Regions from separate parts of the Zea mays genome. Here region 1 is linked to region 2. Evidence: chromatin contacts called from public Hi-C data. All regions are on one chromosome and are shown on one strand. The core of a region is the stretch at or near the end of the contact, and the rest is flanking DNA. Distances in the headings are between cores, read along the strand shown. Region 1 holds the start of LOC100191877 (N-acetyl-gamma-glutamyl-phosphate reductase). Region 2 holds the start of LOC100282926.

Region 1 (4,391 bases), core at 701-3,200, 570 kb before region 2:
ATATGCCCTACATTTTGAAATGGAGGGAGTAGTACGAAACCTGAAGTTCCGGTGCCCTGTGGGAATGTCCATACCACTCAGCATACTCATTGATGTCGCGTAGTCGGAAGTCCTGTAAGCAATAGTTTTTCAACAACTGAGATCGTACTTAGAGAAGTAAATAGAGTGTGTGCAGACTGCAGAGCATACCGCTGAGAGATCAACAATCTTTAAGTGTCGGGGTAAGCTTTTGATAATTTCCTGAAAAAATATATAATTAGGTAGTGCGTTCTAATGTATTAAAATCTAGTGCTTCACATGTTGCACAACAGAGTCTAAGATAGTATTGTTGTTGCGGGCTGTTATGGGCCTTAAGCCCATAAGCTAGGTCATTAGGGTTAGGTTAGCCACCTCTATATATAATGAGAGGTGGAGGTCATTAGCAGGTAAGCAAGAAGAATAGATCTGGTTTACTCCTAGGGCCTCCTACGGGAGGTCAAGTACCAGGACTATCTTGCGAGTGCATCTATGTTCATAACAATTGTACTAACAAATTTAGTAAGAGGTATGGAGAATTCAAGGTAAAAACATAATAGCGATAAACAAACCTGGGTTGTACCATGTGGCAAGCAGCAAAAAACAGCATCAACATCTGAAAAGTCAGCGTCTTTTATTGCGACCAGTCTCGGCAGGTCCTGCAAATCAGAAGAAAATCAATTAACAATTTTATATTTTTGATAAACATAACAAATAAAGTTGTGATTGATAACTCTAGTACAAAGAAATGCAGTACAGCACAGAGGTTTAGTTGTTTCTTGATATAACTAGGCTAAGATCATTGTGAGGAGAGAAGATAAGTTCCCACCTGTGTTATCAAGTGAGGAAATACTGATCCAAATTGCTCGCCAGCTTTTCTATCTGCAGTCATCACTTTTATATGAAACTGAGGGTGGTTCGCTAGAATCCGAACAATCTGTTAACAAAAACACAGTATAGCAAACACATTAGCAAAAACAAAAAAGAACCGAGGACAAAAATCCTCATACAAATGAGATCAGAATGATGGGACAACCTCAGCTCCAGTATAACCGCTGGCCCCTAGCACTGCAATGCGTATGGAATCCCCTGATTTAGGGGCTGCTGCCTTAGGGGAGAAAAGCCTGCGTGGTGAAGAAAAAATGGATCCCCTTGCACGGAGGGGCAGGGATCCAACCTAAAGCAGGGTACCATTTTCTGAATTTCATGAGCACTTCATAGTTCATATACAACACAGAATCTTACTATTGGGAAAGAAAACGCAAAGTTAATTCACCTGCTGAGGTTTCTTGAGTATGATGCCCGCGAATGGCTTCGAATTAGATCCAAGGATTCCATTCTGCACAGGGAAAAAAAGGTATTTGAGTGCTTCGCACTGTCAGGTCCGTATAGGCACATATGCACGAACTGCGAACAAGATCACATGTAATTTATCGTCGGAGCCTGGCCGCCTGCGGCTGGCCGGCGCCTGGCAACGAACGAGCTGGGAAGCTAGGCCGTGTGTGCGGTAGGGAGGCGAGGCATGAGGGGAGCGGCGGCAGCGGGCGGGGCAAATCTACCCTCGACTGGCCCGCTCCCAGCCGCGGGTTCAACGACACAACTCTACCTACTCTAGTGTGGAAAAGCATCGCCGTCACTGACCTGGGGAGCCAACCGCACTGAAGCCTGCGCCCCACAGCCGCCGAGCGTCGTGAACGCCATTGTCTCCCGTGTCCCGGCGCGATGCGGCACGCAGATCACCCGATTGTACCAATAAATACCCTAGCGAGTGCGAGGGGCTGCTAAGCTTGTCGTGGCTGGCGGCGCGGCTGCCCTGGGGTTGGTGGTGCTGCCGGTGCTGCTGTGCTGGTGCGAGTTGCGAGCTCTGACCCGCCCGCCGGAGGGCACATACAAGGTGTGGTGGACCGTTTTTCTTTCTTTTTTTCTTTTTGTTCGAGTTTTGTTTTTCAAGTACTTCTTCCTAAAGAGTATTACCTGTTCATAGATATATGACTCCATTAACCTTTTTTTGAAAACTTTAATCACTCATTTTATTCATAATATTTATTAAAAATGCAAAAATTTAAGTTAAACACAAACTTTAAGTGATAAAACAAATAAAAAAATGATAAGTCACTATTCTTTTAAATAAAACGAGTGATCAAATTTTTTTTAAATAATGGTATCATATATTTATAAACGGACGGACCTATTAAACAAAACATTTTGCGTCTCTATGTCTAAGATTCCTCTCTTATAGGGTGTCTGGACCCAACTAAACTTTCATCCACGTTATATTAGACGTTTAAATAATAAATATATATATATTAAATATAGTTTAATTATAAAATTAATTACAAAGATAAAGACTAGAAAAATATAATATGACACTAACTAAATTTCAGTCGAAAGAACAAACACCTCCTCATTTTCTCCTTTGGTAAGCACAGGATACCTAATTTTATCAGTCTTTTTTTATTGTGACATTACCAAACTGAACTAGAACTGTAAATAAATATTTTCAATCACTTCGAGTACTCCAGAACACAACATCATATACATGGAAACACGGTCTAAAATAGAGTTTTTCAAGACTATATGGACAGAAGTTTTTCTTCGAGCTGCTCAATTTTTTTTAAAGTAGTCGTTATTTTTAAGTTTTATGCGACTAAGATAATGACCGTGCGCTGAAACGCCACATAACCATATCTGATGCATATAAAAATAAATTTAATATTAAAATGAATATCAGATATTAAATTAATAAAAACAAATATTACAATTATCTTAACTAAAAGGACGAGAAATATATGAGTTTACAAAAACATGTCTCTATTTTTTATAGCTCACTCAGTTGCTCGTCCTACTTCAACTAGCGAAGTTGTATTATGTAAGAGCATTACACCACGTGTAGTTTTCTATCACGTTGAACTTAATTGGTTTTTCATAGCTTATCTGTTGTATAATAACATACTGGATCTATTGTTAGACGAGAAGTGAGAGATGAGAATAGACCTACACACTTTGCATAAAAATCATGTCGGGGACCATAATTAGGGATACCTCCAAGACTCCTAATCTCAGCTGGTAACCCCCTATCAGCACAAAGCTGCGAAGGCCTGATGGGTGCGATTAAGTCAAGGCTCGGTCCACTCAAGGGACACGACATCGCCTCGCCCGAGCCCAGCCTCGGGCAAGGGCAGCCGACCCCGGAGGATTCACGTCTCGCCTGAGGGCCCCCTCAAGCAACGGACACACCTTCGGCTCGCCCGAGGCCCAGTCTTCGCCGAGAAGCAACCTTGGCCGGATCGCCACACCGACCGACCATATCGCAGGAGCATTTAATGCAAGGATGGCTTGACACCTTATCCTGACGCGCGCCCTTCAGTCGACAGAGCCGAAGTGACCGCAGTCACTTCGCCGCTCCACTGACCGGCCTGACAAGAAGACAGCGCCGCCTGCGTCGCTCTGACTGCTGTGCCACTCGACAGAGTGAGGCTGACAGCAGCTAAGTCCGGCCTCGGGCGCCATAGGAAACTCCGCCTCGCCCGACCCCAGGGCTTGGACTCGGCCTCGGCTCCGGAAGACGACGAACTCCGCCTCGCCCGACCCCAGGGCTCAGACTCGGCCTCGGCTCCGGAAGACGACGAACTCCGCCTCACCCGACCCCAGGGCTCGGACTCGGGCTCGGCCCCGGAAGACGACGAACTCCTCCTCGCTCGACCCTAGGGCTCGGACTCGGGCTCGGTCCCGGAAGACGACGAACTCCGCCTCGCCCGACCCCAGGGCTTGGACTCAGCCTTGGCCTCGGACGACAGTCTCCGCCTCGCCCGACCCGGAGCTCGGACTCGACCTCGACCTCGGAAGACAGACTCGACCTCGACCTCAGAGGAGCCTCCACCTCGCCCGACCTAGGGCTCGGACCGACCACGTCACAAGAGGGGCCATCATTACCCTACCCCTAGCTAGCTCAGGCTACGGGGAACAAGACCGGCGTCCCATCTGGCTCGCCTCGGTAAACAAATAATGATGGCGCCCCGCGTGCTCCGTGACGACGGCGGCTCTCAGCCCCTTACGGAAGCAAGGAGACGTCAGCAAGGACTCGACAGCCCCAACAGTTGTCCTTCCTCAAGGCTCCAGCGCTCCTTCGACGGACACGACATCACATGAACAAGGTGTCAAGACCTCTCCGGCTGCCACGAAGGCATGTACTTAGGGCGCTAGCTCCTCTCTGCTAGACACATTAGCACACTGCTACACCCCCCCCCCATTGTACACCTGGACCCTCTCCTTACGCCTATAAAAGGAAGGTCCAGGGCTCTCTTACGAGAAGGTTGGCCGCGCGGGAGAACAGGATGGCGCGTACAGGCCTCTCGCCCCCTCCCACGCGGACGCTT
Region 2 (4,281 bases), core at 447-2,946:
CGACAAAAGCCTCCAAGCGAGTACCAACACTCCCTTCGAGGCTCGGGGGCTACTGTCGGGGACCATAATTAGGGGTACTCCCAAGACTCCTAATCTCAGCTGGTAACCCCCATCAGCACAAAGCTGCAAAGGCCTGATGGGCGCAATTCAGTTCAAGGCTCCGTCCACTCAAGGGACACGATCTCGCCTCGCCCGAGCCCAGCCTCGGGCAAAGACAGCCGACCCAGGAGGATTCACGTCTCGCCCGAGGGTTCCCTCAAGCAACAGGCACACCTTCGACTCGCCCGAGGCCCAGCTCGGGCAGGCTTCGCGGAGAAGCAACCTTGGCCAGATCGCCTCGCCAGCCGACCGGATCGCAGGAGCATTCAATGCAAGGATCGCCTGACACCTTATCCTGACGCACGCTCCTCAGTCGACAAGGCCGAAGTGACCGCAGTCACTTCGCCCCTCCACTGACTGACTTGACAGGAAAACAACGCCGCCTGCCCTGCTCCGACTGCTGTGCCACCCGCCAGGGTGAGAGTGACAGCAGCCAAGTCCAGCCTCGGGCGCCATAGGAAGCTCCGCCTCACCCGACCCCAGGGCTCGGACTCAACCTCGACACCGGAAGACGGACTCCACCTCGCCCGACCCCAGGGCTCGGACTCCACCTCGACCTCGGAAGACGGACTCCGCCTCGCCCGACCCCAGGGCTCGGACTCAGCCTCGACCTCGGACGACGGTCTCCGCCTCGCCCGACCCCAGGGCTCGGACTCAGCCTCGACCTCGGAAGAATCACCGCCTCGCCCGACCTTGGGCTCGGACCGACCACGCTATAGGGGGGCCCATCATTACCCTATCCCTAGCTAGCTCAGGCTACGAGGAATATGGCACCCCGCGTGCTCCATGACGACGACAGTTCTCGGCCCCTTACGGAAGCAAGGAGACGTCAGCAAGGATCTGACAGCACCCGACAGCTGTGCTTCCACAGGGCTCAAGCGCTCCTCCGACGGCCACGTCACATGAACAGGGCAACAACGCCTCTCCAACAGCCACGTCAGCATGTACATAGGACTCTGGCTCCTCCCTGCTAGACACGTTAGCACATTGCTACACTCCCTGTTGTACACCTGGACCCTCTCCTTACATCTATAAAAGGAAGGTCCAGGGCCCTCATACGAGAAGGTGGCCGCGCGGGAGGACGGGCTGACGCACAGGCTCTCTCTCTCTCCCTCGCGAACGCTTGTAACCCCCTACTACAAGCGCATCCGTCCTGAGCGCAGGACAACACGAGGCCGCGATTCCCCTTATTGTTTCCCCCTTGTGTTCCGTCTCGCGCCGACCCATCTGGGCTGGGACACGCAGCGACAATTTACTCGTCGGTCCAGGGACCCCCGGGGTCGAAACGCCGACAATATCTGTTTGTTTTAATCTGTTTTCGTGTAACCGTATATCTCGCAACCATTTCCGGCTATACCGCTCCCGTTCTCGGTAAAAAAATATGTAACAGAAACGAGAGAGGGTTCAGACTGTTTCTGTTCGTTCTCGTCTTAGTTGTGAGCAACCATCAGGACTAGTTTGCGAGCGATAAAACCAGAGGATTAGAGGGGCTAGATTCTCATTCTTGTTCAAAATCTAGCCCCTCAAATTACCTTTGGTTTTATTATGCTTCCAATCTAGCCCTGAGTGATCATTACGTTCCAAGATTGCCCTGGCCTTGCAAGCAAATTACCCGCCTTCTGCCATCTGACGTTCTAGGGTTTGGCGGCTCCTCTATCCTTTCTCCATCCGCTAGCAGGCGCGAGGCGCCCCCTCCGACCGACACTGAATCCCGCCTCCAACCTCCGCTCGAAACCCATACCTTCGGTCTCCTCCGTCTGTCCGTCGCCCATCCGGCCGCCTCTTCTCCCACCAGCCGCCGCTGCCGCACGTTAGCTCCTCCTGCATCGTCGCCGGACCTCCGCTACGCCCCCGTGCATCCCTGCCTTGGCAGGCAGGATCTGGCCACCTTTCGCCGGCAACAGTTGGGCGCCGCATAGGTAACCGCCTACCCCCGAGGCAAGGCAGTACCCCGTCGCCCAGCGTATAAGCGCGGAAGGAGGGCGCGGAATAGCGCCTTTTCTAACACTAATGGCAACGGCGGCGGCGGATGGCCCCCCTGTGGAACCGCAGTCTCTGAAGAAGCTGAGCCTCCGGTCGCTCAAGCGGTCCCTGGACCTCTTCGCCCCGGCGCACGCCCTCCTCTTCACGCCCGACGCCGAGAGGTAACCTCGCTTAGCTGTTAACTCTGTTCTTTCCTCGGGTGGTTCAAAATCCTATCAGGGATTCTAACTGCGTATTCTCTTGATCTTGCTGCGGCGGCGGTGGTGCAGCAAGCGGATTCGTACTGGGTGCAAGGTGAGTGCGGAGTACGGTGCGGTGAAGGACCTCACGCCGGAGCAGGGGCGCGGTGGGCAGGGCAAGGGTCCTGCGCCGCCATCTTCAACAGCTTTGGCATTGCCAGGTTAACTTTGCTCTTTTCATTCTTTTACTTGCTGTTTAATGAAGGTTGAATCTATTTAGATCGTTTAGAATTGTAAGCTAGCAGCAGTACCAGAAATTCATGACTTTACCCTATTCTTCAATTTCTAGAGCAATTGAATACGGTAGTGTGAAACCTACTTAACTGTTTGATTTTAAGTTACAGAATTTCAGAAACCATGACTTGTAGTGTGAAAATCTATAGTTTATATTCCTCTTAAGCCAAATACCGTAGGCACATGGTTTTAACAAACTCCGTAATAGCAAAAAGTAGGTTGCATCCCCTGGCTTAAATTGAACAAGAAACTATAGTTGAGGCGTTGAGCTACTCAGCTGGTTACCTTCAGCAACTTGTTAGCTTGGGGTTGGGTAGCATTTATGATCTAATACAGCTTCTGCTGATTTCCCTGCTTTCATTAAATGCAGTCACAGATACAGAAGAAAAAATGTCTTACACAGAAAAGCGTTGCGATTAGAAATTAGTTTACCTCAGTTGCTATTCAGTTTAAGATTTCCTTGAATAGCCATATCTATTTCATCTATAAAATGGCAAATGCATTGGGGATGGACTTTTTGGCTCCCCTGCTCTGGTTATGTAAGTGTTTCCAAATTAAAGTTAATGAAAATAAAACAAGATAGTTTGGGATCGCAAAAAAGCTCCACGAAACATGGAGTTTTTACTCTCTGCACCATTTTCTGATACGACTAACCACCAGTATAGATTTTGTCCTGAATGGTCTGCAACCAGGTCTTTACCTTCAAAGTTACTTTTCATGGTTAATCCTATGAGTAACCATGCCTCTAGAGCACATCTGAACATATAAAGTACTATTAGAACCATACAACAACAGCAACAACAATAGAGCCTTTTAGTCCCAAGCAAGTTGGGGTATACTAGAGTTGAAACCCAACAAAACCAACAAATCAAGATTCATGCATGTGAATAGCTATTTTACATTTGCTCCTATTCAAGGCTAAATATTTGTTTATATTCCATCCTTTCAAGTCTCCTTTTTTTGCCTCTTCCCATGTCAACTTCGGCCTTCTCTTTCTTCTTTTCCCATTACTATCGTGTCTTAGGATCTTACTATGCACAAATGCCTCTAGAGGTTTTTGTTGGATATGTCCAAGCCATCTCAACAAGTGTTGGACATGCTTTTCTTCAGTTGGTGCTACCCCTAGCCTATCACACATATCATTGTTTCGGACTCGATCGCTCTTGTATGGCCACAAACCCAATGCAACATACACATATGTGCAACACAACACTTATCTGCTAAACATGACATCTTGTAGGCCAACATTCTGCACCATACAACATAACATGTTTAATTGCTAGAACTTTCCTTTTAGCTTTTGTGGTACTCTCTTGTCACAGAACTCAAACGCCAGATGCTTGGCGCCGCTTCCTCCACCCTGCTTTGATTCTATGGTTAACATCTTCATCGATATCATCATCTTTCTGTACAACTGATCCTAAATACCGAAAGGTATCCTTCTTGAGCAATGAGCACTAGATGACCTTCTAAACTAACATGTACATCCTCATGTTCTATGGACTCTAAAACTTTTGGGCTTTAGTTCTCTTGGCACAACTCTAGTTTTCTATTTACTCCTGACTGGCTTTCATCAACTAGCAATACATTGTCAGCAAAAAGCATACATCAGGGGATACCCCATGTATGTCCCTTGTGACCTCATCCATCACCAAGGGAAAAAAGGTAAGGGTTCAAAGCTGACCCTTGATATAGTTCTATTGTAATAGGAAAGTCATTTGTGTCG

What was found. Hi-C and Micro-C count contacts between places; a contact is called where the count stands out from the background.
Region 1: a Hi-C map of endosperm shows a contact between it and region 2, with 8 times the contacts expected there. The contact joins the promoter of LOC100191877 here to the promoter of LOC100282926 in region 2. A contact is called at or near these places in 2 of 25 Hi-C or Micro-C datasets (ear and endosperm).

The regions. Positions count from the first base shown.
Region 1 is chr1:261,124,150-261,128,540 of Zm-B73-REFERENCE-NAM-5.0, reverse strand. It overlaps LOC100191877 (N-acetyl-gamma-glutamyl-phosphate reductase), which reads right to left and starts at 1,950. Exons shown (of 14, transcript NM_001137301.2): 1 at 1,657-1,950; 2 at 1,292-1,354; 3 at 1,052-1,192; 4 at 845-952; 5 at 588-674; 6 at 190-240; 7 at 41-112. The coding sequence starts at 1,716.
Region 2 is chr1:260,552,187-260,556,467 of Zm-B73-REFERENCE-NAM-5.0, reverse strand. LOC100282926 reads left to right here and starts at 1,696. Exons shown (of 16, transcript NM_001155831.2): 1 at 1,696-2,243; 2 at 2,352-2,482. The coding sequence starts at 2,110.